4 separate regions of the Mus musculus genome follow, and regions 1, 2 and 3 are each linked to region 4. A link is a contact called in public Hi-C and HiChIP or PLAC-seq data. All regions are on one chromosome and are shown on one strand. Each heading gives the region's core, a stretch centred on a gene start, on an enhancer-like site or on the middle of the called end of the contact. The rest is flanking DNA. Distances are from core to core; before and after follow the strand shown. Region 1 overlaps Gm46687 (a long non-coding RNA gene). Region 2 has its middle 100 kb from the start of Gm14635. Region 3 has its middle 33 kb from the start of Gm46687. Region 4 has its middle 97 kb from the start of Gm26314.

The links. A called contact is a pair of places that touch in the nucleus more often than the background predicts. HiChIP or PLAC-seq counts read pairs in DNA pulled down with a chosen protein or histone mark.
Region 1: an H3K27ac HiChIP or PLAC-seq map of acute myeloid leukemia shows a contact between it and region 4, with 5 times the contacts expected there. The contact joins two enhancer-like sites. A contact is called at or near these places in 2 of 115 datasets of contacts at active chromatin or transcription factors (acute myeloid leukemia and memory CD8 T cells).
Region 2: a contact with region 4 is called in a Hi-C map of pre-megakaryocyte-erythroid progenitors, with 6 times the contacts expected there. The contact joins two enhancer-like sites. A contact is called at or near these places in 1 of 15 datasets of contacts at CTCF or cohesin (large pre-B cells), 1 of 484 Hi-C or Micro-C datasets (pre-megakaryocyte-erythroid progenitors) and 2 of 115 datasets of contacts at active chromatin or transcription factors (T-cell acute lymphoblastic leukemia and large pre-B cells).
Region 3: an H3K4me3 HiChIP or PLAC-seq map of pro-B cells shows a contact between it and region 4, with 2.5 times the contacts expected there. The contact joins two enhancer-like sites. A contact is called at or near these places in 1 of 15 datasets of contacts at CTCF or cohesin (pro-B cells), 1 of 484 Hi-C or Micro-C datasets (the HL-1 cell line) and 9 of 115 datasets of contacts at active chromatin or transcription factors (the 230-238 cell line, the SCID.adh cell line, bone marrow-derived macrophages and 5 more).

Annotation. Positions count from the first base shown.
Region 1 is chrX:12,100,770-12,108,019 of GRCm38.p6, reverse strand. Gm46687 (a long non-coding RNA gene) reads right to left here. Exons shown (of 3, transcript XR_003953120.1): 2 at 4,263-4,381. It also overlaps a transcript of Bcor not described here. Among named protein-coding and RNA genes, the nearest start is that of Gm46687, 12 kb to the right of the region's middle. Within about 2 kb of position 2,574, at least 15 of the 459 cell types and tissues checked have an H3K27ac peak or open chromatin away from gene starts, as enhancers often do. A contact at or near this core is called in acute myeloid leukemia, where this site is marked.
Region 2 is chrX:12,248,704-12,255,282 of GRCm38.p6, reverse strand. No RefSeq gene overlaps it. Among named protein-coding and RNA genes, the nearest start is that of Gm14635, 100 kb to the left of the region's middle. Within about 2 kb of position 2,957, at least 125 of the 459 cell types and tissues checked have an H3K27ac peak or open chromatin away from gene starts, as enhancers often do. A contact at or near this core is called in T-cell acute lymphoblastic leukemia and pre-megakaryocyte-erythroid progenitors, where this site is marked.
Region 3 is chrX:12,121,806-12,128,630 of GRCm38.p6, reverse strand. It overlaps a transcript of Bcor not described here. Among named protein-coding and RNA genes, the nearest start is that of Gm46687, 33 kb to the right of the region's middle. Within about 2 kb of position 5,375, at least 142 of the 459 cell types and tissues checked have an H3K27ac peak or open chromatin away from gene starts, as enhancers often do. A contact at or near this core is called in bone marrow-derived macrophages and pro-B cells, where this site is marked.
Region 4 is chrX:11,749,452-11,756,915 of GRCm38.p6, reverse strand. No RefSeq gene overlaps it. Among named protein-coding and RNA genes, the nearest start is that of Gm26314, 97 kb to the left of the region's middle. Within about 2 kb of position 3,810, at least 105 of the 459 cell types and tissues checked have an H3K27ac peak or open chromatin away from gene starts, as enhancers often do. A contact at or near this core is called in T-cell acute lymphoblastic leukemia, acute myeloid leukemia, bone marrow-derived macrophages and 2 more, where this site is marked.

The DNA.
Region 1 (7,250 bases), core at 1,325-3,824, 350 kb before region 4:
GGCACCTTAGAAGTCTCGCAGTACCGCTTTGGGAACATTCCTGGTGTTCAGAGCAAGTTATTAAGGCTGCCCAAATTCTAGGGGGCAGCTATAGGTTTCGCCCTGTTCTGATCTGCTCATTGGTCTGCTCATACTTCCATTGGCAGAGTACCTGGGTGCTGGTGATAGACCCAGTGGCTTTGAGGTCTGGAAATCAAAGCAGAGTGTCAATGCGCTTGGTTCTTTGTGAGGTCTTGGCTTGTAGGTGGGCACCTTCTAACTGTGCTCTCATGGTCTTCTCTCTGTGTGTGCCTGTGTCCTCTTCCTCTAGGACAGAAGTCAAGGTATATTAGGGTCTACCCTCTTGATAGCATTTTAGCTTAAGGGCCATGGTTTCCCATAAGGTCACATTCTAGGGTACTAGGACATTAGCATAAAAACATACTCTCTTCCTCCCTTGCCAGGAGGTTCTGTCAAGAACCCATGCCTTCTTGGATGGACTCTGAGGTGACCCAGTCTCTCACCTTGGATGGGATGCAACTGTGAATACAACTGTTACTATTGTAACAGTTGTAACTACTATTGTCTCATCTGCTTACCTGAAGGTCAGTGAGAAAAACCTCTGACTAGGCCTCACATCCTCCATTTTCAATTTCTCCCGCAAGCAGGAACTTTTCCCAGTTAGCCGCTCAAGTGTCTGTTGTCTGTAAGATGTCATTGCTGGGCACACAGCAGGCTTCTGGGACCACCTCGCCTATCTTTGCTACCTGTCTTTCCCTGGGCTCATCCATTGTAAGTGGAGTTTGTTGTGTTGTCTCCACGAACGGGACAGTGCAGACTGTCCACACCTGCCTTTGTCACCTCCCAGCTACAGCCCTCCATATTCCATCTGACTTCCTCTCTCTGTCTTTCCAGAGCAGTCTCCTTGGAATGAGCATCTCAGTCCTTCGCAGACACGTACATAGGGAGTGTACAGAAAATAGTTACAGAGCAGAACTCATTTCAGAATCTTCACGGTCCTTTCAGGTCCTAGTTCAGAAGCCTGCAGTCCGAAATTTCAAAGAACCCTATTAGGATTCTGTTGTTGTTGTTATTGTTGTTGTTTTTGCTCTCTCTCTGTCTCTCTGTCTGTCTCTCTTTCTCTCTGTCTCGCTCTCTCTCTCTCTCTCTCTCTCTCTCTCTCTCTCTGTGTGTGTGTGTGTGTGTGTGTGTGTGTGTGTGTGTGTGTGAGTGTGATGTGGACAGGGCACCCCTGTGCATGATGCTCCTGTTGGATTCCCATTCTTTCCTTCTATCATGGATTCTGAGGAGTAGACTCAGGTCATCCGGTTGTGAGGCAGGTGTTTTCCCGGACTGATCATCTCTCTGTCCCCTCCACAGAGATTCTGAAGGGGTTTCCCATCAGAACCTCTCTTCAAGGACCATGCTCCTTCCTCATTCCACAGCTGCTCATGTAAATAATAGTAACAGTAATAATACTAATACTAATAATAATTTGAGACAGGATCTCTGTTTAGCCCTGGCTGTCCTGAAATTCACTCCATAGAGCAGACTGACTGACATAGCTTCTCTGTTCTGTTTTGAGACCTTATGCTGAGCTAGCTTACCATCCTTCCTCCACTACTTGGGCACTATAACGACAGGTGTGAGATAATTACAGGGACTTGGTACGATGGACCATTTTTGTCCCTCCTATATCCCCCCAAATTGTCTCCCCATCCCAGCCTCTGTCTCCTTCCAGGTTTTATTCTAGCCCTCCTGAAGCCAGGGAAATCAAGGACTGATAGCATGAGTTTGCAGACACAGCTGCCCCAAGAGAAATGAGAAAGGGGAAGAAAAGACACCAATGCAAATAGACGGCATGCAGAGGTGGACATCAAATGGCCCCACTTCTGGGTACGGCCCAAGGGAAGTAGCTTTGGTAGCATCATCAACAAGCACAGTCGACAGGAGCTAGCATGTGCTGCAGCAGCGAGACTTCTGTACAGCAGTTGGGTTCTGCGTGGGTTCCATCCTGAGACTCCATTAGGCTTTCCCCACAGCTTGTCAGAAACCTCCAGTGTGTTCAGCTGGCTGGAGCAAGCCGCCATTCTATAGCTTCAGCCCTCCCACCGTGCTGTCTCTAGTGGTGCCAAGGTTTCATCCAGAGGTAGAGTTCACTGGGGGCTCTGAGGAGAGGACCCAGCCAGGGATTAGTAATGCCCACACCCCTTATTCAGTTTTGCAGCTAGACTCATGGTGGGTATCTTTGAAGGAAGATTAGTAAGTGTAAGAGACATGCAGACCTCAGAGTTGCCTCAGGCCCCAGGAATGAGGTCAGACGTGATAACCGCTGTGCTGTGGCCAGAGCTCCCACCATGCCATGCCTCTCTGCTAAACCAGAGCATGTTTTCCAAACAGTCTGGCCGGTCAGTCAGGCCTGGGGCAGCGGTGGGCAGCAACAGGCTAAGTGTGTCGCTGGGCTGTGCCCCAAAGCTTGGGCTTCCTAAATCAGCACGTTCCCTGTTACTCAGTACTCTGACTTGTGTGCCTAGAAATAGAAAACTCCCCTGCACTGGAGGGGGCAGGGAGCTAAGCCCTAGTGACAGGGGACTTTGAATTCTCAGGATGGTGACCGAAGGCTGCTAAGAATATCCAGCACTGACCACAAGCCAGTTGACACCCTATGCAGTGGCAATCTTCTGTTGCCCTTCCGGCCTGGGAGGAAGGAGGTTCCTATGACATCACAGCTCATGAAGTTGTCCCTTCTGGTAGGGGTATGTAGACATGAGAGTGAGGAGGGAGGGGACATAAAAAGGCATCCACTGGATCCTGCCTTCAAGGAATATAAAACTGGAAAACCATAGACCTATTGTCCATCTCTTACAAAAATCATGGTCAGTCATCCAGAGGGGACCAGCAGCTAGATCAAGGGGTATCTGAGGCCTAGCAGCTAAGGAACAAGAGCCAGGGAGACTCTAGACTCACACACTCCAATAGCTAGCCCTGTTTCTTCGGGTACAAAGTCAGGGGCTTGGATTAACGTTTTACAAACAAAGAAATATTTGTGTGTTGTTGGTCTCATGAGCTCTCTGCAGTAGAAAAGAGGCCACATATACACGAATGCAGGTCGCCTGGACTACCCAAAGAAGTCAAGTAATAGCCCTAGTTTGGGTTTAGGGTTTAGGGTTTGTTCTTGGAGGCCAGTGGAGGGCTGGAAAAAGCAGATTAAAGACTGAGCAAGAAAGTGACTCAGTTGGTAGACTAGTTGCCTGGTAGAGCCTGGGCTTTGATCCCTAGCAACACACCACACACACACACACACACACACACACACAGATGAGGTGCTGGCGAACATCTATGACACTGAGAGGTATAGGGAGCTGTCAGGAGAGTCAGAAGTTCAAACCAGCATGGGCCACTTGAGAACCTGTCGTCCCCCCCCGAAAAAAAAAACAACAAAAAACAAAACAAAACAAAAACCTTAGCCAAGGAGACAAAACCAAAGTAACCAAACAACAATAAGGAGGAGCAGAAGAGGAACGCCCATGCCTTCGGAGTCTTGAGAGTGGAGCTTATTGTTAAAAATTCATGCTTACTATCTGTGAGGCCTTCGGTTTCATCCTCAACCAAATATGAGGTGGGAGAACAGGACAGAAACATACGCGTATATGTGTTGTTTGTATGTGTGGGTGAGGCAAAGGTTGGCATCAGTCATCTTCCTCTGAAGCCCCTGGCACTCCCGACAGCCCACCATGCAGAAGAATGAGCCTCCTAATTTAGCACAAGCTGGGTGAGCCAACCTAGGACCATGAGGGCAGCGCTGAGAGGAGGGGGAGTGTGAATTGGTGCCACTCTAACTAGGGGCCTGGACAGTGGTCTGGAGAAGGGCTCTTGGTAACCAGTGCTTTCAGAATAGAGCCCTGGGTGACTGGACAAAGGGGACTGAGGGAAAGTGACCAGGACCAGCTTCTAGGTGGGCCCCAAGGTGACTAGGGGCTGAAAACAACTCTTGAATGAAGGTCTGGGGTTGCCCAGGAGGGCTGGCAGAGGCCTGTTATCTTTATCTCCAGTGAATACCTTGAATCACTATAAAATTCTGGCCACAGGTTCTGCCTCCCTTTTCCCCTGGTCCTTCCTCCTATTGTAGTTTTTATTGTAGTATTGTTAGGATCCTAGGCCCCCACCCCCCACCCCTTACTTAGAGCAAGCATCCTCCTCTGACAGCATCTTTGCCCTGCCTGTGCCTGTGCTGTCTCTACTTTTCTGCAGGATTTCTTCCTGCAGAAATCCACTTGACTCACCTCCTTTCACTTTTTTCCACCTTCCTTCCATTCCGGGTCTGGAAAAGGCCTTGGACTGGTGAGGTGTTTCAGTGTGCAAATGGAGCTTGCTGCCAAACTGAACGGCCTGAGTTCAGTCCCTGGCGGGAGAGAATCAATGCTGGTAAGTTGTCCTTTGATCTCCACACATACTCTGTGGCCTACATGTGCCACCTCCGCACTCTGGATCACACAAGGCTTCCTCTGGTCACCTCAGAATCATGCCAAGTTCTACTTCTTACATGCTCTTCATGTCCTCTCGTGTCTTCTGTTGTGTCCATTGTCCACCATCTCTGGATGACCTGCTACCTTGATTATTTAGCTGCCATCTGTCCTGTTGGAAGACACGTGTCCTGAAGGCAGCTATTTGGTTTGTCCCCTTTGGGTAGACAGTGCCTGGACTGGCCTCTGCACACAGTACATGTGTATCTTGTAGGTGGGGTATAAGCCACGGGCTGCATGGTGGGGAGTAAACTATAAAGGGGCAGCAGCTGAAAGAGGGAGGCAGTCAGGCAGCCATTGCCGCAGCATTGAGAGAATGCTCTGCTGGGCAGGCAGGTCACTGGATTTGGTGCAGGAGGAGCAGTGAAAGGAGCTGGCAAGATCAAAGATTCTGGGGCTGCATTACTGAACAGTTGGTGGGGGGCCATTTTCTATTGCTGCATAGCATTCTGGAGACCAGGTACGTTATAAATAGAAATTTAAGACAGACATGTTGGGGCATGCCTTTAATCCCAGCATTTAGAAAGTGGGTGCTTGAGGATCAGGAGTTCAAGACCAACCTGAAATGTCCAGTAGACCTGTGGCTAGTCTGGGTGTCCTAGCAGTGGAAAAAACAGAAGACCCAAGATGGCTCAGCAGGTGAAGGAACTTGCTTGAGTCTGATTTCTGGGACCCAAGACTCCTGAAGGTTGTCCTCTGACCTTTGACTTACAAAAGGACCACATAGGGGGCACACACACACACACACACACACACACACACAGAGAGAGAGAGAGAGAGAGAGAGAGAGAGAGACTCTTAGGGTTTCTATTCCTGCACAAACATCATGACCCAGAAGCAAGTTGGGGAGGAAAGGGTTTATTCAGCTTACACTTCCACACTGCTGTTCATCATCAAAGGAAGTCAGGACTGGAACAAACGCAGGTCAGGAAGCAGGAGGGGATGCAGAGGCCATGGAGGGATGTTATTTACTGGCTTGCTTCCCCTGACTTGCTCAGCTTGCTTTCTTATAGAACCAGGACTACAAGCCCAGGGATGGCACCACCCATAATGGGCCCTCCCCTCCTGATCACTAATTGAGAGAATGCCTTACAGCTGGATCTCTTGGAGGTATTTCTTCAAGGGAGGCTCCTTTCTCTGTGATAACTCCAGCTTGTGTCAGGTTAACACACAAAACTAGCCAGTGCGCGCGCACGCACACACACACACACACACACACACACACACACACACACACACACACACACACACTGAATGAATAAAGTATGTATTTTTTGACTTTAAAGAATGCTGGGCAGTGATGGCGCACGTCTTTAATCCCAGCACTTGGGAGGCAGAGGCAGATGGATTTCTGAGTTCAAGGCCAGCCTGGCCTACAGAGTGAGGTCCAGGACAGCCAGGGCTACAGGTCTCAGAAAACGAAAGAGAGAAAGAAAGAAAGAAAGAAAGAAAGAAAGAAAGAAAGAAAGAAAGAAAGAAAGAAAGAAAGAAAGAGAAAGAAAGGAAGAAAGAACAGTTTAAGCCAAAGAAAGAAAGGAAAGAAGGAAGAAGGGAAGAAAGAATAACAGTTTAAGCCAAAGAAAGAAAGAAAGAAAGAAAGAAAGAAAGAAAGAAAGAAAAACAGTTTAAGCCAGAGGTGATAATGACCCCCTATAATTTCAGTCCTCGGGAAGGTGAAGCAGGGAGATTGCAGAAAATACTTAGCCTGGATTGAGGGAGGGAAGTGTGGTCTATTTAGGCGTGGCTTATGTGCTTAGTATGTGTGAGACCTTGGGTTCTGAGGGAGGGAGGAAGAGTGGAAAGAAAAGAGAATCTAACCACCACCAAACAAACAGAAAATAGGAGACAGGGAGTGAGGGAGAGAGGGAGAGAGGGAGAGAGGAGAGGAGAGAGGGAGAGAGGGAGACAGGGAGTGAGGAAGAGAGGGAGAGAGGGAGACAGGGAGTGAGGGAGAGAGGGAGAGAGGGAGAGAGGGGGAGAGGGAGAGGGGGGGAGAGAGGGAGAGAGGGAGAGAGGGAGAGAGGGAGAGAGGGAGAGAGGGGGAGAGGGAGAGAGGGGGAGAGGGAGAGAGGGAGAGAGGGAGACAGGGAGAGAGGGAGAGAGGGAGAGAGGGGAGGAGAGAGGGAGCACAGAGGTTCACAGCTTGCAATTCTGAAGGCTGGTTGGTAGGTGCAAGGGTGTGGTAGGTGCTGGTGGGCATCTGGTGAGGGTCTCCCTGACACATCCCAACAGGTGCATGGTATTTCCCAAAGACTCTCCCCCAAATAGCACGCACAGTTGTGACTAATGGGGGTTATAGTTCCAACATATGAACATTCACTGTGGGCTCCAGTGGAAGTCCCTGTGGAAAAGGCAGCTGGACTGGAGGAGAGGCAGGACAGAGTGGGCATCCGGAGCAGAGAGCCTCCATAACATGTGCTGTTAGAACCAACTGGGCTGTACTGTAGAGAAGATCTGTTCATGAAATTTTAGGGTTTATTTTCATTCTTTGAGACAGGGTCTCACACTGTGCATCACTCAGACTGGCTTTTAACTCACTGTGTAGCCTTAAGCTGGTCTTAAATTTTCAACCCTGGTGTCGGGCTTGCACGCATGGGCCGTCATACCCAGCTTTCTCAGGTAATTTGACTTTATTATTTAAAATTCTCTTCATTGTTCCGGGGGCCGTGCCACATGGAAGCTGTTCTCTCCTTCCACCTCTGCGTGGGTTCCAGGAATTAAACTCAGGGCATCAGACTTGAGTGGCAA
Region 2 (6,579 bases), core at 1,708-4,207, 500 kb before region 4:
GAGAGTGTTCACACCCAGAGCTAAACTCACCCAGCAAGGTGGCTCCTGTTTCAGGGACCCACACAAAACCATGGGAAAGCAAACACATTTGTTACTCTCAGCCACTAAATACTGGCATAATTTGTAACCTAACAATAGATCATTAAGGTACGTGGTGCCATCAACAGCATATTTTGATTAAAAAAACATTATGAACTAACCAGTACCCCGGAGCTCTGGACTCTAGCTGCATATGTATCAAAAGATGGCCTAGTCGGCCATCACTGAAAAGAGAGGCCCATTGGACACACAAACTTTATATGCCCCAGTACAGGGGAATGCCAGGGCCAAAAAATGGGAATGGGTGGGTAGGGAAGTGGGGGGCGGGGAGGGTATGGGGGACTTTTAGGATAGCATTGGAAATGTAATTGAGGAAAATATGTAATAAAAATATTAAAAAACAAAACAAAAACAAAAACAAAAACAAAAACAAAACAAAAAAACCAAAAACCAACCAACCAAAAAAACAAAACAAAACAAAACAAAAATCCATGCAAATAGGGGTTGGCAAGATGGCTGAGTGGTTAAGGTTAAGAGAACCTGTTGCTCTCCTAGAGGACACTGGTTGTTCCCCAACATGGAGGTTGGGCCACTCACAGTCACTCCACCTCCAGGGAGGCTCTGCGGAACTCCACTGAACTGATGTGGTAGCTCCCACCTTTAATCTCAGCCAGCACTTGGGAGGTGGAAACTGCTGGGAGTTCAAGACCAGACTCAGTTACATAGTGAATTCCAGGACAGCTTGGGCTACAGAGTGAGATCCTGTCTCAGAAAAATCAAAACTAAACAACAAACCACAAAAATATGAATAAATAATAAAAAAACACTTTATTTTTCCAACCCCCCCCCAAAATCTAGAAAGTGACATATTGTACATTTCATAAACCTCTTTGGTGTCTGGAGTATTTATTTATTTCTATTGCTGTACCGAGGATGAGCCCAGGCTTTGGTTTTGTTACTTTCAGTCACTAAATGTTGGTATAATTTATAGCATAACAATGGGTAATTAAGGTGTATAGTAACCTTCTGGCATCAGTCTAGATTCCAGCTCCTGAACGTTTCCCTTTTTTTTTTTTTTTTTTTTTTTGGTTTTTCGAGACAGGGTTTCTCTGTGTAGCCCTGGCTGTCCTGGAACTCACTCTGTAGACCAGGCTGGCCTCGAACTCATAAATCTGCCTGCCTCTGCCTCCCGAGTGCTGGGATTAAAGGCGTGTGACACCATGGCCCGGCTCCATTTCCCTTCTTAATTCTAAAAATTGCATTTATGGGAGCTGGAGAGATGGCTGTCTGCTCTTCCAGAGGACCCAGGGTTCAAGTCACAACACCCACATGGCAGCTTACAACTATCTGTAATTCCATTCCCAAGGGATGGAACACCCTCTGGTCACCTCATACGCAGGCAAAACACCCATGCATATAATGTAAATGACATATAAATGTTATATGTATGTTTGTGCTCACGTGCCCCGGCAGTCAGGAGATAACCTGTGGAAGATGATTTTCCCCCTCCACCATGGGAGTCCCGTGCGTGGAAAGAACTCAGGTCCTCAGACTCGGTGGTGGCAAGCATCTTTCCTCTTTCTTTCTTTCTTTCTTTCTTTCTTTCTCTCTCTCTCTCTCTCTCTCTTCTTGACAGCTGCTGGAGCATCCACTAAGTTGGGGTACTGACATGTCGCCTTAGATTAATGAAAACCCAGCCTCCCCTAGGTTTGTAATCACAAAAGCCTTTTCAGAGGTCCTGGATCTCAGGGCCCTGATTATCAGAGGGATCCTGGAACCACACTGTGGGCACTACTGACCTAGATAACCAGGACACACAGCCTTCCCTCCAAGAATCTAGCTCTAGATCCTCCCCCACTTCTATTTTCCTGTTTGAGATCTTTGTTATTTGTTTAATGATTGGATTGTGACTGATGCCACCCAGGAGGCATTGTCCCCAGTTAGAAGGCATGATGAACAAGTCCCCAATCTTGCCTGTGTGGTCTCCAAGATATTAAACAAAAGGGGGAGGGTGCCCACCTTGAAGATCTATGGTGAAAGCTGAGCTCTCTTTGGGGTGAGGAGGCTGGAGGACCTTGTTCTATCAAGGAGAGATTCTGGTGTTCCTGTCAAGTCTGTGAGGAATATTCGGGGATTTCCCCCTCTCTGTCCCTTTCCTGCACCACCAACCACCTCTCTCCCCACCCCTCCTGTGTCACCTCCACACTGCCCTCCACCCCCACCCCCACTCCCCGTGGAAAGTTTACACTGTTTTCAGCCAGGAGAATTGTCCCTGACTAGTTCGTCAGAGAAACGCACGCAGCTGTAGCAAAGACTAAAAATAGTCTCCTCCGTGACCAGTGTCTTCCCACGTCCTTTTCTCCACGCTTGCCTCCTTCTCAGTCCCCACCTTCAGCGGAGGCAGGAAGGTCCTGGGAGGGTGTGAGCCCGCTGGGACCTGCCAGACTCCCTAGTCTCCCCTCCCAAGCAGCACGAGTGTCCGATTCTATTTTGCAGTGACCTCCGCCTTGCCACGCCCAATTCCAGAGAACCCGTATCTCCTCAGCGGGTGGAAGGCTAGCCCGCTTGGGCTGCAGATTTTTCCGGCACTTTAAAGGTTAAACGGGAAGCCTGGGGTGGGAGGAAGAGCCGTCCGGTGCTATGCGCGCAGGCTCCAGGCGGTGTCCCCAGCGTCGCTCTTTCTCCTTGAGGCCAAAGATGGAATCCGAATGCGAAGGTTCGTCTTTCCAGTTAGCTGTGTTGAGCCACCCAGCCAGCAGCGGCTCAGCTCGCCAGAGCCAAAGCGTTGTCTCGCTTGCCTTCCGGGAGGTGGCTTTTTTTTTTTTTTTTTTTTTTCTCAAGCGCGACCTGGGAGTTCGATGTGTGGCCAGGACCTGCCTGGCCTCTCTTTGCCCTGGTATCCTGGGACATGCGCCTGACAAGACCCGCCACCTCCTGCATTTCAGGGGTAGCTTGTGGTGTCCAGTGACCTTTGCCACTGTGTACTGCTGCAGTTTCGAAACAGCAAAAAAAAAAAAAAAAAAAAAAAAAAAAAAAGGAACTTTGCCAAACCACACAAAACTTCAAACCGCACCAGCTCCAACTGGGCACGCCCGGAGAAAGCTGCCTTTATCTGCCCCCTCTCTCCTCCTCTGGTCTCACAGTTGACTGGGGCTGGTGAAAGCCACTGGAACACTTTATCCCTCCCACTCATCTTCCAGCCCCGCGAAGATCCTGGATTGTTCTGGAAGCCAAGCCCAATCCGGCTTCCACCCAGCTGGGGGATCTGAGAGCCACCTGCCAGGCCCGTCACTTCACAATGAGTTTCCATTGTGTGGAAGAAAGCTGGGTGGATTCGAGCCAGCCGAGAGGGAGAAGAGTTGAAAGGTTTGGGTCCAAGAGAGTAGTGAAGGGGAGAGTTGAAAGATTTGAGCCTTGAGGGGAAGGAGCAATCTGTCCAGAGCTTGGTGGGGCTCGAAGACTCCACACAGCTCTGTTTTTCTCTGACCCTAAAGACTTTCTGCTCCTCCCTCAGTGGCTAGCAGAGCCCCCAGAGCCCCTGGGCTGAGACTGCGGCTCCAAACCTACCATTGGGTTTTGAAATCCACCACACACACACACACACACACACACACACACACACACAACCCCCGGGTAATTCCGGGACAAAATTGCCTTTCTTTCCAGGTTTTTCTCTGGAAACTTTGGTTTAGTTCCCTTAAGACCAGAGTCTCAAGTAGCCCAGCCTAGCCTCAAATATGGCTACTATTCAGATTACAGGCAAAATACCACAGGCTAGCTTCTCTGAAAACTCTTAAATGCCCATCCCACAGCAGTGAGCATGTTCGTCATTCCCCAGAGAAAGAGATCTGTCTTCAGGTCGATCTTCAAACTTGCTGGCAGAGGGACAGAAGAGAAGGCTTCACAAATATAACCAATTAATAGGGAGGTAGTAATCCTAGTGTCCATGGTGGGCACGGGGCTGGGAGTGGCCTTTGGCAGCTGACTTTCTCTCTTCCCAGGTGTTTGTGGCACCTCTGTGGTGCCAGTCATCACTCTGCAAAGAGGTGGGATTCTCGCTCCCAAACAAGCAAACACCAGTTCAGCCTTGAGGACGCAGATGACCCACAGGAATAATCGGAAGTCTCTCAGGCTGCTTTCTGCCCCAGTAACTCTATGTAAAACTAGGACTAGGAGCTGGTAAAATGTGAGGTGGCTTCCACTCACAGCTAGTCCTGGGTGCAAACGGACATACCCTTTCTTGGAAACTGCCAGCAGTCTGCAAGGGCCTTATAAACAGTGTACTAGGCAGCGCCCACTAGCCCACAGCATTCCATCAACACCCGGCCCACAAGCGTGGAGTGTCATCAACTCCCGCAGCTAGAATCCAATTGCAGGGAACAGAGAATGTTTCCAGCTATTTTAAGCAAGAATAGGAAATTACTCCAGGAAATTAGGTGCTCACAAAATTCCTGGAAGGCCCGAGAGGAACAGTCTCTGAACTCACAAGACACTACCATTGAATTGGTCCCCAAGATTGCCGCCCTCTCTGCCACTAGCAGGAAAGTGAGAAGCAGGGGAGTTGGGGGGTGGGGTGGGGGCGGGAGCTGCACTGATTGCAGATTGCAGCTGAGATCTAATGATTAGGATCCCATGCCACCACGGCCTTTCTCAAGAGCCACAAGAGCCTGTGCCTCTACCCACAAGAATCAGCGGCTGAGCAATTGCCAAAATATTGTCACACATAACCCCACATACCCTCCCCCTACCCCCAACCACACAGTGTGTCCAGCGACTGCAGCCAGAGCCGAAGACAGTCTGCTTCATGCCTTCCTTCCAAACCTCACACAAATGTATCTAATTGTCAAAATTGAATTCTCATCCGCAGCCCCAGCTGCAAAGGTGTCTGGGAGATGTAGTTTTTAGATTTCCATCCTTCGGAGTAAGAAGGCTTCATAGCACAGGGTTAGAAAGGAGGTGGAGGACCTGATACCACACCTCCATTTTACAGCTAAGGAAGCTGAGGTCCCAAGGAGTTAAGGAATGCACCAGGGTCACATGGCTGGTGAACAGGGTCTTTCAGTTTCTACACTACAAACCCCATACTCTTGTGCATTACACACACCCAGCGGCTTCAGTGCACTTGGAGCTTTCGCAATCTTGGAGCATGTCTTTGCCCAAGAACTCAGAGCAGAGTAGAGGCCACCACACTACACGTGCCACAGGCTCAGAGGCTGGATGGTAGGCAGTGAAATACAACTGAGACCCAAAGACCAGAAGCAGCTCATGTAAGGTTGCTAGGAGAAGGGATTGAAAAAGGAAACGCAAGGTTTCTAATTGTAGCTATTCTCCTTTGCCCCAGGAGTAGTTGGACAGCCAACCACCATTCAGGCCCTGCTGCCACATTCACAGAACCCTCCTTATTTGTTGCCCATCAGAGTTAAAACTACCAGACAGCTACTCTTCCAGTTGTCTTCGGCTTAGGGTCAACTGATCAGATACCTCCATCTAAGACCTGGAAGTCAGGGGGGCCGCTGACACAGAGGCGTGAGGAACACAGAGATCCATTGTGACAGCAGATGGCACTGGGGCAACGGGGACCATCTCCATGTCCACATATGACAATATATGCCGAGATTTTATGGACTTCACTTGAGACTTGTCACCCGATTGGCCAGACTTGGACCACGATCCAGACTGCTGCATGGCTTCCTTTGTTCCGTCTGCTTTCCAAACCACTCGCCAGCCCTCCTGGTTATTTTTTGAGTTCTCCAAGATCATTTTGATAAAAGTCCTTTTCTGCTTAAATAAGCCAGAATTGTTTCCTGTTGCTTAGAGCCAAGAGCCCTGGCTGTTAGGGCTGAGTCGCCAGATTTCGCCTGGCTTCCCTCAGTGAGACCACACAGAACACCACTAATTCCTAGATACCTCAGGCATCCCAGACTACTTCCTGAAAGCTCCTAGTCCCAGGACCTTTGCCTGGTGATCTGACGTCAAGAGTTCTGGCAGGGCATGCTGGGGCATGCCTGTAATCCTAGAACTCTGGAGGTGCGGAGAGAAGGTTCAGAAGTTCATGTCAGCCTCAGCTACAGACCAAGTTCAAGGCCAGACTAGGTGAGGCACATGAGACCCTGCCTCAAAATAGTAAGGGGATGAATATGCAATCAGTAGGCAGGGAGCTTGCCTAGCATACTCCGAATTCTGGGTGCAAAAAAAATCTCAGGTTCGGTACTACTGTAATCTGTTTTTAGCAGGGCATGAGTGAAGGTTGTCTTGAGGCCTTAAGAAGAGAGGAGGTGAGTGTCCAACTTTGGTTCACCGAGCAGTGTTTCTTATCAAGGCCAGACAGGGAATTGGGGAGAACCTGGGAAGGACAGAGGAGGCTGGGGTGGGGGTGCTGGGAAGGTCAGTGATGGATGGGAAGGGGCTGGGAAGTTCAGGGAAATCTGGGAAGAGCCTAGGGAGGGCATGGGAAGGTCAGGGATGGATGGAGGAGGGCATGGGAAGATCAGGGAAGGCTGGGAAGGGTCTGGATACTCATTGCTCTTGCACAGGACCCAG
Region 3 (6,825 bases), core at 4,126-6,625, 370 kb before region 4:
AAGGCCCTGGGAAACGGCTGGAAGGGGAGCGGGGGTGTGTGTGGGGGGCGGGGGCGGGTTGAGTGAAAGGGACCACGCCACAGGGCCCAACTTGCGAACCTCCGAGACGCGAGGCGCCCACAAGAGCTGAGGGAGGCGGCGGGGCGGGGGCGGGGGCGGGGGCGGCGGGCGGGGAGGGGCGCTCGAGGAGCCGCGGGAGAGGAGCGGAGCGCAAGCATCTTCCGCAATCCATTCATGCACTGAAGCGCGTGCAGAGCTGCTGCTCGCTGCCATTGTTACTCGCGGGCGGTGTGGGAGCAGAGCCTCCACTCTGGCGAGAGATAAATGGCCTCTGACAGCCCCTCCTCGCCAAGAGAGCTCCTCGGATTTCACCGCGCGGCGGCTCTCAGGTCTGTGCCTTGCTCGCTTCCCGGTGAGAACCTTTAAATCAGCCTCCCCGCCCTCCCTTCTCCCGGACTCTGTCCCCCCCGCCCTCTCCGGCCCGGCCAGGGCCCCCGGGGGCGCTGCGCACAGGCACGAGTCGCCTCCCCAGCCGGGGGTTACGAAGTGGGGACGCCGAAGGGACCCGGGGGTCGCGGGTGGGGAGAAGCAGCTAGCGCCCCCCACCCGGGCTCCGTTCCTCCGCCCGAACGCCCCGCCTCCGCGCCCACAAGATGGATCAGGCTACCGTGCGGAGAGCGGGCTGTAAATATTTTAAAAGTCTCTCGCGCGCCGGCGGTAATGGCTTTCGCAGTTGGAATGTGTGCTAGGGAAAGAGGAAGGGCGACGTTTGTGCTGTGTTGCGGGTTGAGAGAATTGTTTCTATACCCTCTCCCTAGGTTCGGGGTGGGCTGTACCGCCAGGATCCCGGGTTTCCCGCCCCGCCGCGTCCCGAGATAGCATCAAGAACACCAGTCGTTAGGGAACTTGAGTCTATATCAGGGCGACAAAAGGCCCAGTCGAGGTGACTCCAGAGCCACTTTCTTCTTCGAGGGAGGTCTCTCAAGGTCTTGGGTCTGAGACTGGTCCAAAACCTCTGGTCCAGGTCCGCTTCTCACGGGTGATCCGGGGAGGGCGGGAAACGCACAAATAAAAACCCCTCGAGTTTGCGTGGCCACTAAAAGCTGGGGCTTGGGTTTCTGCAGCAGGGACAGGTCCCGTTTGCGTCTTTGGTCCCTTTCTCAACTCCCCTGTAAAGCCTCTATCCGCTCAAAAGGCGCCATCCGCTTTGCATTTAAATCTGAACGTAGCTTTGTGGCTACTTGGGTTCGAAACCTGGGTAGGGGAGCGGGGGAAAGGTCGGGGCGCAGAGAGGTTAATGCCCAGGCTTGGTGGCAGTCATGTGTGGGCACTCTTCTGCTTCCTCGGTTAGTCTAGGCTTGGAATCTATAAGGCTGAGCCCAGCCGGATAGGAGAGGGTGGGGGAGGGGATTCAGTCTTCTCTGTCGGGAGAGACTTAATAGGCCCACCACAGGGCGTGTGTGAGGTGAGGTGGTCTCCTTTGCCAGCAGCAGCTTCCTGGCAGGGCAGGGGCGCCGAGGTGCTTGGAGCTGGGGCAGGCCAGGCACACCAGGTTCTCGTGGAGGGTTCCCGGAGCGTGGGCCTAGGCTAGGACTGCTCATCTCTATCCTCCACCTGGCTCTCTCCCCGATCCGCCAGAGAGTGGGTGCGGGAGGCCTTTCGGGGCGCGCCAGGGCTGCCCTAGACGGTCCAGTGCGTGGAGCTCTCAGCTCTGGCAGCTCCTCTTCCAAGGGCTTGTGTTGCGCCCTTCTCGCTTGTTTGTCTCGTGTGAGCCTCGTAAACCGCCCTGATTTATTACCCAGACTAAATGCTTAATTTGTGAATATGAAACAGATTAAAAAGGGCGGGGGTAGGGGGCTTGAGGTCGGCATATTTTAGCAATCAGACCAAAGCAGCCCGGCAGATGTTTCAAATTTGTCGACATTTTCAGGCTCATGTGGAAAGCCAGTCAGAATGGTCAAGAGATCCTTTTTCCTTCCTCCAACCTGAGAACTTGGCAGTGATCAACAGGAGGTGATTAGTAGCCACACACACAAAAAGACACCAGCAGTCAAGGAGTTAACAGAGGCTGAGCTCTTCACCTCCAGGATCCGGGTGGAGGGAATGGGGGCCTAGGGTCACAAAGGCAACCTGATCACAAAGCCTGGAGGAGCCCAGCTAAAAAGGCCCAAGTATTAGAAGGTAACTCTGAAGAACAAAGTCGAGGGTCCATTAAAAGTTAATTCAGCAAATAAACTTCAGTGGCGATAAAACAAATAAGAAAGATGGCAACTCCAACTTAAACTAACCAACAGATAATAGAAAGGAGTGGCTTTGATGTGGCCTAACCATGTGCTTTCCCTTTAAGCAGGTCCCCACAGTGAGCGGCCCAAGACGGGCCTCTGTGGAGCACCCTCTTTGAAAAGACCCCATGTGTACAGGCAGTGCTTTTTGGCGTTTGTCATTTGGGAGCAACTTCACACATCAAAGGCGACCACAGTGTTCTTTTCAGCTCCCTGGTTCCACTCGCCCAGTGAAGCAGATACAATTTCTATAAATTGGCCTTCTCCTCTGGGTTTTGATTGATCATCACCATATGAGATTATTGAAAGTCTAATGTCTTATTTCACTTTCTCCAAGGGGTGAGGAGGGGAACCATTTATTGGAAGTCAGGCCACGTGAAGACTCCCGGGTTGTGCAATAGTAATTTCCATTAGCCTGGATTTATCAACCTCTTGAAACTCCCATGCGTTTCCTGTGGGTGCCTCATTTCACCTCCCTTCCCCCACCAGGCCTGTGCTTCTGTGGCTGTTCACAGGTATAGTCCAGAACCTTCCAATTGGGAAGGAGAAAATGGATATTGACTACACGGAAAGGAACAAAAGATGTATTTCTAAGCATATTTATTCCAATGCTCCAAATTCCTTCTTTGGCCTTTGTTTTCCACTCCAAACTTTTTTGTCCCCCTTTCGCCTGGATGCGATCTTTCATTTATTTAAAGTTGATTATGGCGCCTCTGTCTTGTCCTGCGCCAGACAAAAGCTTAGAGAAAGTCAAAGACCGCGTTAATTATATGTTTCTTGTAAACTGACTTTTCATGTCCCCCTAACACATTTAGCTGGCTTGGTGTTTAGTTTAACACTCAAGTGCTGCAAATATGCTGCTTAAAATGCTGTCTTTATTAAAACAAATAAATGAATTCAAAGACCTTTCTAATTTCAACTCGTGTGGGCTAGAAACAGAAGAGAAAAATGGTAGGAAAGAGTATGGGCTAGGGAAAGGTAGCAGGGAGACTGGAGAGAAAAGGCACACACATGCATGCGCATACACATGCACACACATGTACACACACAAGCAAGCAAGCACTCGCACATGTGCGTGTATGCGCACACACACACACACACACAGGCTGCATTCCTTCTGCCATCCCTCCCTGCAGCCATGTTAAACTGGTCCATACAATTGTCCCTGGCTTAGCCCTGCAGCTTGCCAGCCTGCCAGGATTTTCCATCACTTGGTGCCTAAGGCAATCATTAGCTCAGAATGGACAGCCCTCTACCTGCTAGCCGCCAGTCACTTATCAGCCAGGGGTAGGCTGGCTACATCAAGCATAGGTCCCATTTGTTCAGCCTGAGAGGGGTCCTTGGTATTTGCCCCTGGGTGAGTTGGTACCTAATTAAACTCTACCCAGGGCAGCTTACACTAAATATATGTGGGTTGAGAGGAGGCTGGGAGGAAAAGGCAGTCATTACTTAAGCAGGGAAAGTGACTTTTCTGAGAGCGGGAAGAAAGGGAGCCGTCTGATCACTTTGTTTACCCTAAGCAGAGCTTCAGACACCACATCAATGGCCACAAGGAAATAAGGGGAAATGGGAACTAAGGGGGAAATCCAGAGACCACAGGCCCCTAAACCCAGGCCTTGTCATCATCTGGAAGCAAGAGGGAGGTTTATCTGAGCTCTAGACAACACTGGCTGCAGGGGGTGGGGAGGGGGTGCGGGGGTGGGGGGGAGATCCAAGTGCCCTTTGTGGCTTTGGAGTCATTGCTCATGTGCCACAGGCCTGTGTGTGTACTCAGGAGCTGGGACTGTATAAATGGCCGCGGAGACAGAAAGGAACAGATGTGTCAAAGAATCCAGTGACTGAGTGTGTATGGTAAAGTTACCCTGACGAGGCACGGGAGAACAAGAGAATGATCGATCAGCTGAAGCCTAGGCCTAGGTGGCAGGATCCCGATGATCAGAACTAGGGCTAAAGGACTAGTTTGCGAACAAAGGTGGTGGTTGTGGATCTAGAAAGATCTTGGGGTCTTCTTTAAGCCCTCATGAATTCAGAGGGTGAAAACATTTGATCAACTGGACAAAAAGTAAAACCAAGTACCAAGCACTTCTGGTTGGTACCAAGAGTTAGAGCACTTTTGGTTGGAGAAAGGGTTTCTTTCTGGCTCACTATTTTAACCAGTTAGCATTTATTAAGCACTTGCCTTACGCAAAGCAGTATGCTGGACATCTGGGGCCACAAGTGCTAGACTCCTCAAATGACCCAGCAGGGGCGACTCCTTCCTTTTATGTGCAAAATAACAAAGGACATAAAGGACTGTGGGTGAGCTTCTGAGGACGTGGAGAAGGAAATCAGCCACTCCCTGAGCGTCACTGTTACCCTGCCCCTGCGCCTGCAGCTGGATTCCAGGAGGAAGATGAGGCTACCAGCCTCTTGGGGCCAGGGACCTCTCTGCTTCCAACCTAAACCCGGACCAAGCTCCAGGGCCTTCCAGATTGTTCTGTTTGGATGGTGGCAGGGGTCACATGGGTCCTTTACTTCCCCCTTCCTTGGAAAGCCTGCCTAACTTTATTTCCCCTGGGGGCCAGGCCAGAGAGATTTTGATGCAAATCAAGAAGGCAGCTTTTCAAGTCAGGACTAGCCTGACCGAGAGACTAGCCCCAGACCGAGAGAAAAGGGAAGCTTGCACTGCCCCCCTCCAGCGCTCTCTCTCTCTCCTCTCCTCTCCTCTCCTCTCCTCTCCTCTCCTCTCCTCTCCTCTCCTCTCCTCTTCTCCCCTCCCCTCCCCCCGCCCCCCCCCCGCTCTTTCTGGAACTCGATAAGGGAATACTGCCTCCCTGAACAAAACAAACTTGGAAATCTCCAAGGTTTGGAATTGTGAGGGAGTCCCCCAGCAGAGAATTTGAACTGGCTTAAATACATCCCCCTTCCCTGGGCACACTCCCTCTGTGCCCCCTAGATTCGACTTGCCCCTTGGGGTGTTTCAGTGTGATCACAGGTGCCCTCCTTCGAGCCATCTGGCCTGGGCCCAGCCTTTGCTCTTGGTTTCCCTACGCACTGGCGAAACGCGCTGGAACCTTCAAAGCGCATTCCTAAACACTACCGGGGAACTGTGGGGAAGTGCAAACAAAGAGGCTGGGAGTACTCAGGCAGTTAGCGTACTGAGTCTGTGGGCCAACAGGGCTGGCCCAAGTTCAGTCAGACTCCCTGGCTCTGAGCCAGCTAGAGCTGGCAGTGCGCCCTCTCCAGCCCACTACTCAGACCTCCTTGCCCCCAAATTTGGGCACCCCCCCTCCTCAGCCAGCTTAAGTCTAAGCCAGCCCTCCTGCCCCTCCGCAGTCCTCTGAGAACAGTACTTCCTCATTCTGGTCTGGTGGATAGTTGCAGGCTTCTGCGCGAGCTCTCCGAGAGAGAGTAAATTGTCAAAGAGCAGGAGCCCTTCCCTTCTTTCGAGTGGCCCCGGGACTGAGCATGGCCTGAGTTCCCTGACTGGTAGCTTTGGGATTTGAGTAGTGGTGAACACTTGGTAACTTCGATCCTATGCTGAATAAAAGTCCGATCGTGCTCTGTGTTCCCTTACGCAAGCAGACGTTCCCTAGAAATACAAATAGGAGGTGGGGGGGGATGGGTGTCAAATCACATGCTTCTTCATGGGTCACCGGTGAGCAGAGTCATTCGCCCACTACCTTTAGCTCTGGTCTCTGGTCTGTTTAATACTACTGATGGCTCTTGCAAGGGAGTAGGAGTAACACCTCAGGTTTCCAAGATTCTGCTTCCTTTCACACAAAAGCTGGGAGAAAGTCTTTGTTGGGGGGGGGGCTCTTAGCTCTTAGCCCAACCTGCCTTAGAATTAGATCCTAGCCCAGGCTATTGTTGAACTTAAGTCCTGGGGTTACATGTCACCCTGGCCTGCTCATGTGTATGTTTTGAAACAGGGTCTTGTGCTGCCCAGAGCTCAGTCCTCCTAACTCAGCTTGTTGTGTAGCTGAAACAGCAGGCTACAACTACAGAGGACTTTTTTATTTCTTTCTCTTTTTCCTTATCCCACCGAGTACTGGAGGATTGAACTCAGAGTCTCATATATGCTAGGTAAGTTCCTTAAGCACTGAGCTGTAGCCTTAGTCACTTTTATAGTTTTTTCTTTTGAGACAGGGTCTAGGCTGGCTTTGAACTCAGAATCTCCCTGCCTCAGCCATTTTAGTCAAAGGCGCAGGGCGATACACTCGGTTTATATATAGGTACTACAGATCTAAACTCAGACCCCTGTGTTGTACAACACTGAACCCTTTCTCAACCCCAAGAATTTTTTGGGCAGGGGGAGGTTGGGGGGTCTGGGGTCAGTTTTGAGGCAGAATTTCTCTGTGTAGCCCTGACCGTCCTGGAACTCGATCTGTAGTCCAGGCTGGCCTCGAACTCACAGAGATCTGCCTGCTCATGCCTCCCGTGTGCCGTTACTGCTCGGCCAAGACTGTATTTTTTTAAGCTATAATTCAGTGGTGTGTTTTTATCGATGCTCCACTTACATACAAACACCTTCTGCCCAATCTTCTAAGTGGGGACTTGGGGG
Region 4 (7,464 bases), core at 2,561-5,060:
TAAGCAAAAAAAAATTAGAAAATTTAAGTTATTAACACGAATGTACCATTCATCCATATAGTGTGTGCTGTCAGTTTTAAATGCAAATATAAGAGCATTTAACTAGTTTGCAGCATCACCGGAATTGCACAATTTGTGCTCCATTGCTCGTACATGCATATGTATTTTGTTCTTACCAGAATGCAAGAAAGGCAGCAGAAAACTCACTCAACTGATCTCTTTGACTTCCTCACTGGTTTGCCTTCTACCCACTCTGCTTGCAGCTTACTTGTGAGTAAGGAAGGGTTAGAGTAAAGGAGACTATAAGTCACCTCATCTTTCACCTTCCTTCTCTGTCACCATTTGTGACAGAAGTGGCTGATTGATACACAAAAGCAATGCAAAGGGAAAAAATAGGGTCTGAGGATAGGGCTCAGTGATAGAGTACTTCTCTAACATTCATAAGACTCCCCAGCAGCTCCCCTACCGAAAGAGCATTGTTTATTTGTTCGTTTGTATGTATGTATGTATGCATGTTTGTATGTATGTATGTTTGTATGTATTTATGTATTTTTGAGGCAGTATTTCATTTTATAGCTCTGGCTGGCCTGAAATTGCTATGTAGACCAGGCTGGCCCCAAACTCATAGATATTCTCCTGCCTTTGAGACAGAGCTACACAATTAAATACTTCCTCAAAAATACATACACATATAATTCATTCATACATACATACATACATACATACATACATACACACATATAAATAAAGCTTAGATAAAGCCATGTACCACCAATCTGGCAGCCTTACTTGAATTACACTTAGTTTTCTTTGGTATACTTTGGATAGGGGCTGCACATGGATACCATTTCCAATATGTGGTTGTCAGAAAAAAAGTTGGTTCTCTCCATCCTCCATATGGTTCATGTGGATTGAACTCAGGTCATTAGACTTGGCAGCAGGCATCTTTACTTCACTGAACCATCTTGCTGGCCCAACAGTATCTTTTTTCGTCTTTTCCCCTGCTTGGTTCATGATCATTTGTTTTGGTTTTGGTTTTGGTTTGATTTTGTTCCTGTGCCTTTCTTCCTCTGAAATGGAAAATGCTGCCCCCATAGGCTATCAACTGCCTTTCCCTCAATTGTGGATGTAACATGCTTACCTTGTACTGATTTCCAGTCCCTCTGAGCTCCCATGCCTTATGGGCTCACCTGAACTCCATACTTGGGGCCACAGTGAACACTGCAATCTAATGAAGCCACCAGAAAGGTCAGCATACATATGGTACATAGCTCCCTTACACATGCACATGCTCTGTTGGCTTGGCAGCCTCAGTTATGGAACACAGGTTGAGAAGTAAACTAATTAAGAATTACAAGATATAGGCAACCCAGCATTAAACCATCCACGAGGCCACTGTGACTGTAGGCTCTGGCTGACTGCTTGCTTAGTGTTCATGCTCTTGAAGCCAGCCCTTGGTATCTGTAAATGCAATGCAGGGTATGCTAACACCTGAGTGTCTGGGGCAGGATGTGTGTGTGCAAAGTAAAAGAAATCCAAAACCTTGGTGGGGAACATATTCCAACATGGCTGACCCCAAACACCAACAACCTGCAGTTGCTAAATGCAGCAGAGGTAGAAAGAAGTGCACAGAATTTGTTCCGGTGAGCTGATATTGAAGAGGTAAGCTTAGCCATTAGAAAATTCCACTGGACCGATCTTCCCTCCTGGAAGAGACAGGCCAGAGAGCACATAGACCAGAAGGGAGAGGCTGAGTAAGCCCCTACTACCTCATTCCCTAGAGACCAATCAGTTTAAAGGGTGCACTATTCTGCCAATCCTATTGTGCCTAGTTGCTGATGCTCTATTCCACCCCTGGAAACCATATAAAAATTTGCTGAATGGGCCATTGGGGGTCACCGCCTCTTCTTCAGGTCTGGGACGACCCCAGTGCACTGGAACAATAAATTCCTCTTGCTTTTTGCATTGATTCCAGCTCCACGTGGTAAGCTAAGGCTTGCCAGAGTCTTACAATATGAATTGGCTTTAGAACATGATGACACTGGGGCCGTGGACTCCAGTACAAAGGGGAAAGAATTGGTGGAATCAAGCTAGCACACACACATTGACTTTAGAAGGAGAGAGCAAGTGAGCCGTTCACATGCATGTGTACAGAATAAAAACGGACTGATGGATATACACCCAAATGTTACCAGTGATTATTTCTTGGTCATAGGATTAAAGGTGATAATAATGAAATAATTAGTTTTGCTTATCTGTAGTATCCACATTTTCTAAAATAGATATGCATTACTCTTGTAATAAAAAAATGATAAAAAAATCTACAAACGTCTAGGAAAAGTTAGGGCAATCTTGAAAAGCCTAGGGTTTAGATGTGCAAGTTGCTACATGCCATGAATAATTTACAAATTAAATTGATTTTAAAGCACAGCTAAAATAAATTTGATAAGATGGGCCACAGTTACGTTCTTTCTTATCATTCACATTTGTACATTTTATAGTCAATGAAGAGTGACAGCCACTATTTAGAATTCTAGTGAAGAACAGTCATAACTATTTGTCACCTGCTCAGCATCTAAACAATGGTCTGCCTGCTCACCTGCCCAGCCTGTGCAAGAGTGGGGGGGACCTGGAATCCACACTAAATAACAGTGTCTAAGCACAGAGGCAGCAAGGAGGATAGACAGTCTCTTTGGAGAACTAATGAAAACAGTAAGGACAGGTTTGTAAGCATTAGCCAGGCTCTAGTGAAGGACAGGATGCAGGAATTAAGGCATGAATCAAAAGCCCCAGTCACAAAGAGGAGGCAGGGAGCATTTCAGACTGAGGTCCCAGAGGGACCCTTGGGAGTGGCAAGTTACATCAGTGCCAGGTGATCATGAACCTAAGAACCTCCTAAGGATCCTGGGTCCAGGTGCTAAACAGACACCTTCTAACACTGTGGACTGATCGACAAGACCCAGACACTGAACTGAGGTGCTTGCTGTTCCTTTATTGTAATCAAAGTTTTAGGCACCATCTTCCCCATGAGGGCAGGGAGGGGAAGGCTCAACTTTTTCTTTGTCTGGAATGAAAAAAGTGAAGAGCCTCAGTTGGGTTACATTCAGTGACACCCCCAGGGACCCTGGCTGCCTTTTCCATCTCCAATGGTATTAAGGCTCATCCTTACCCGTGGTGTGCTTCTGAGGGTCTCTGGAGGTGCTGGAGAACCTGCATTTCTAATAGGCTCCCAGTGTCACTGAGATATTTATTGGTTGGTGGGCTACAGAGAGCAGCAGGTTGAAGGCAAAATGGCTCACTAGGACTGTCTGTCTCCATCCCTCCTCCCTCCCCCTCCCCCACCCTTCTCCCAGGTTAGGTTCTGATCAACCGCAGGGCCCTGCAGGCCACAGCTGGTCCTGCTGATGGCTTTTGCAATGCGCCTAGCTGTTGCTCTGGAGGAAGCCACCGGGGTGAGTTCCCCACATCCCTTCTTCCTGTTTTGGTATTCAGTTTCTCTCCTGGCCTGTCTTTTCTTTGCCTCCCTCCTCTTTTCCTTCTCTGCACGCCTTCCTCTTTGCCTCGTCATTACTGCAGGAGATTTATTTTTAGAGTCAAGGCCACAGAGTTGCAGATTCGGCAAGGGCCTAAAACAAATCGACAAACGGAAAGTGTTTGTCTTTGAAGCCGGTGTGAATGAGGGGCCTGCTAGCTGGGCCTGTCAATATGCTCTTATCTAGGCTTGTTTTCTGAGTCACCCACGTGGGTTGGCTTTCTTCCTCCTCCCAGATCAGAAAAGAGGTTGAAACACAAGAAGCAACTGAAATCTCATTTCGCCCCTGTGAGATCTTGGCAGATGCAGCTCTTAGCTGACCACCTCCACAGCGCTAGGCATGCCCACAATAGAGGCAAACAGAAATGAGAGAAAGTTGGGCTACATCCGTTTTCTTTGCATCTGTAAGTGAAGCCTTGATGTTGGCCGTCTAGGAGGGTTGGGTGACAGCAACTGGGGTGGGAGGTGGGAGGTGGGAGGTGGAGGGGTGTCAGAGTTTTTCTGAGTCCTGTCCTCAGGAGCTACAGAACCAATGTGCTGGATAAGCCACTTACACCACTGCCCTGATCCTTTGTCCTTTCAAAGGTCCGACTGGTAAAGTTAGCGCTAAATTCTTCCTAGGCTTTCTGCCAAGTAGGTCTTTCTGGCTGGCTACCTCCTGTGCTTCTCCTAAACCTCACAGGGCCAGGAACCATGGCAATCCCTTCCCATCGCTCAGGCCTCCCATGTGCTCCCTGGAACATTAGTCTGCTCAAACTCTACACAAAGAGTTTAGATGTGGCCTTTTTGTATTTCAGAGGCCAGTGGATTTCTATGAGTTACGGGCTAGTCTGGTCTACGCAATGAGTTTCAGGCCAGCCAGGGCTAGCTTCTGTCTTTAAGACGCTGTCTTAAAACAGCAGCAGCAGCAGCAGCAACAACAACAACAACAACAACAAAACTGAAAACAACAACAAAAAATGAAAACAAATTTGCATTTAGAGTGTGTGCAATACAGGAATTTTGTGGTGTCTCTGAGAACAATGGGACCTTTCTCAGGAAGCTAGAGTTCTGGAAACTCCACAGCTATCCAAGACACCCTGAGTCAGTGGCGTTTGGGTTCTTGTCTTGAGAATTTGAAGAATGAAATCCATAGACGCAGAGGGTGAGTTTTAGAGAGTGGTCTATTTATTATAGATTCTTAGGTGACAATGGGGGTGGGCACATAACAGCACAGAGCTTGTGTGTAACAGGAGGGGTCCCAGGAAACAGGGCAACATCAAGCTTCTAGTCTGGGGCCTTTTCTAAGGACGGCAGAAACTGGGGTGGGGTATGGGGAAGGGCATGGTCAGTCTAGCTGTTCCATTCCAGGTGCCCAGGGGCTTCCTCTCAGTTCCAGCCACGTGTTTATGAGGCTGGTGGATGTGGCCGTACCCATTCATTCTTACCAGTATTTCTCTTTCCTTCTTTCCTTCTTCTTTCCTTCCTTCCTTCCTTCTTTCCTTCTTTCCTTCTTTCCTTCTTTCCTTCTTTCCTTCTTTCCTTCTTTCCTTCTTTCCTTCTTTCTTCCCTCCCTCCCTCCCTCCCTCCCTCCCTCCCTCCCTCCCTTCCTCCCTTCCTTCCTTTCTTCCTTCCTGACAGAGTTTCTCTGTGTGACAATGCTGGCTGTCCTTGAACTCATTCTGTAGACCAGGCTGGCCTCAAACTCACAGGGATCCTCCTGACCCTGCCTCCCGAGTGCTGGGATTAAAGGCGCGCACCAATACTGACCAGCGACCAGTATTTCTTGAGAACCTGCTATGTTCTGGTCTCAGGTTTAGGCATAAGGATTGAGTGATGAAGAAGGCCGCCCCTATCCTCAGTATTCTTCCACTCCAGTGGGGAGGCTAGATAGCAAACAAAGCCATGGATGGATGTCTCAGCAGAGCCAAGCAATGGAAAAGCTATGTGGAGCTCTTTAAGGCATGTTGGCTAGGGAAGGGCTTGTTATGTGTGCGTCAGCTGAGGATCATTGCCTTGCACATACTAAGCAGTTGCTCTACTGTTGAGTTTCGTCTCTAGTTTATTTTCTTAGAAATAGGGTCTTGCGAATCAATTTTTAAAATTTTCATATGTATAAGTGTTTTACCTGCATGTATATTGTTGAGCCACCTGCAGGTAGCACCAGAGGATACCAAAACAGATCATTGGATCCCCTGGAAGAGGAGTTACCAATGGTTGTGAACCACCATGTAGATGCTAGAGATGGAATCCTGGTTTTAGCATCTGGTCATAACCTCTGAGCCATCTCACCGCATCTCCCCTTTGTTTTAATCTAGGGTCTCACTATGATGGCCACATTAGCCTCAAACTCAAGCTCTTCCTGCCTCAGCCTTCCAGGTGGCTAGCATTATAAGTATTTCTGAACCTGCTTGGGACAAGGTTTCGAGTAGAGACCTAGACAAGATGAAGCAGATGGGAGCAGGGAGGAGTGGTCGGGTGGATAGACAAGCTAGTGTAAAAGTCTTGGGATTGGACTACATTTCGAGAGTTCAATGAAAAAGCTGGTGTGGTAGGATCAGAGGGCCCCATTTGTAGAGAAGGTTGATATGGGGTCCGGTTAGCAGGCAGGGCCAGGCTGTAAAGGTCTTGTAGGTCATAGTGAAAAGTTTGTCATTTTTTTTCTTGAGTATAAATGTTTCATTGTTCTCTTGAGATAAAGCCTCTTTATAAAGCGTACGCTGGCCTAATCTGCTATCTGACCACCTCTACCTCTCAAGTGCTGGGCTTACAAGCACGCCTGGCCAGTGCTGGAGTCGCAACCTCTGACAGCGGCCAGTTACCGAGAGGACATGTAACAAATGCCCACTGCAACCTTTCTTCAGATATGCTCAGCTCAGGAACTGTGGTGAGCCACAGGGACTCCTGTTTGGAGGGAGGGCTCTGGTTCCAGGCTAGCTCTCTTGTCTTTGTCTCCCACAGTGATGTAAGGAGCCTAAGCCATGTACTTCCAATACCACAAAGTTGGCTATGCGTTTCTGTCATCATGGACTAGACTCTGGAAGTGGGGACCAGGAGAAGAAGCCTTAGCTCTCTCTTCATTAGTTTCTGTGAGGGATTTGGGGATAGCAACACAACCACAACATAGAAAGAGGTCTGCTACTGTAGGGCTCAATAATATTTATTGAATGGATGAATCAAGCCAAGAAGATTAGTCATCTCGATCTTCCCAAACCTGCTTAGGTGACTTCCCGTTAGCTTTTTGGAGCTGCCCAGAAACCTTTTAATTATATCTTTCCAAAAGTTTACCATATCACATAAACTAGTTTTTCATATGAAACCAAAAGTTTTTTTGTTTTGCTTTTTTTTTGTTTGTTTGTTTTTTAAGACAGGGTCTCCCACCAGGCAGTGGGGCACATGCCTTTAATCCCAGCACTTAGGAGGCAGAGGCAGGAGGATTTCTGAGTTTGAGGCCAGCCTGGTCTACAGAGTGAGTTCCAGGACAGCCAGGACTACACAGAGAAACCCTGTCTCAAAATGCCCCCCCCCATAAAAAAGACAGGGTCTCCCTAGCTGACCTGATACTCAATATATAGACCAAGATGGCCTCAAATTCACAGAGATCCACCTGCCTCTGCTTCTTTAGTGCTGGAATTATAGGTATGTGCCACCACACCCAGCTCAACCCAAAGACTTTTTACTAGGATAATAGTGTAGCACTGAATTCTGGAGCAGGGACATTCTGTTTTCATTCCAGCCATCTGCTTATCCTATTGAGTTTCTAAGAGTACATTTCCCAGGATTCTTTGAAGTTAGGTTGGGGCCATGTGACATAGCTGTAGCCTATGGAAAGTGAATAGAAGTGATGTTGAATCATAACTTCTCCCATTTCAGGTCCCTCCATTTCTTCTTTCCATTCTCTTTTGACCTTGCAAGTCACCTGTTGAAGTTGGTAGTGCCATTTCTAAGAGATA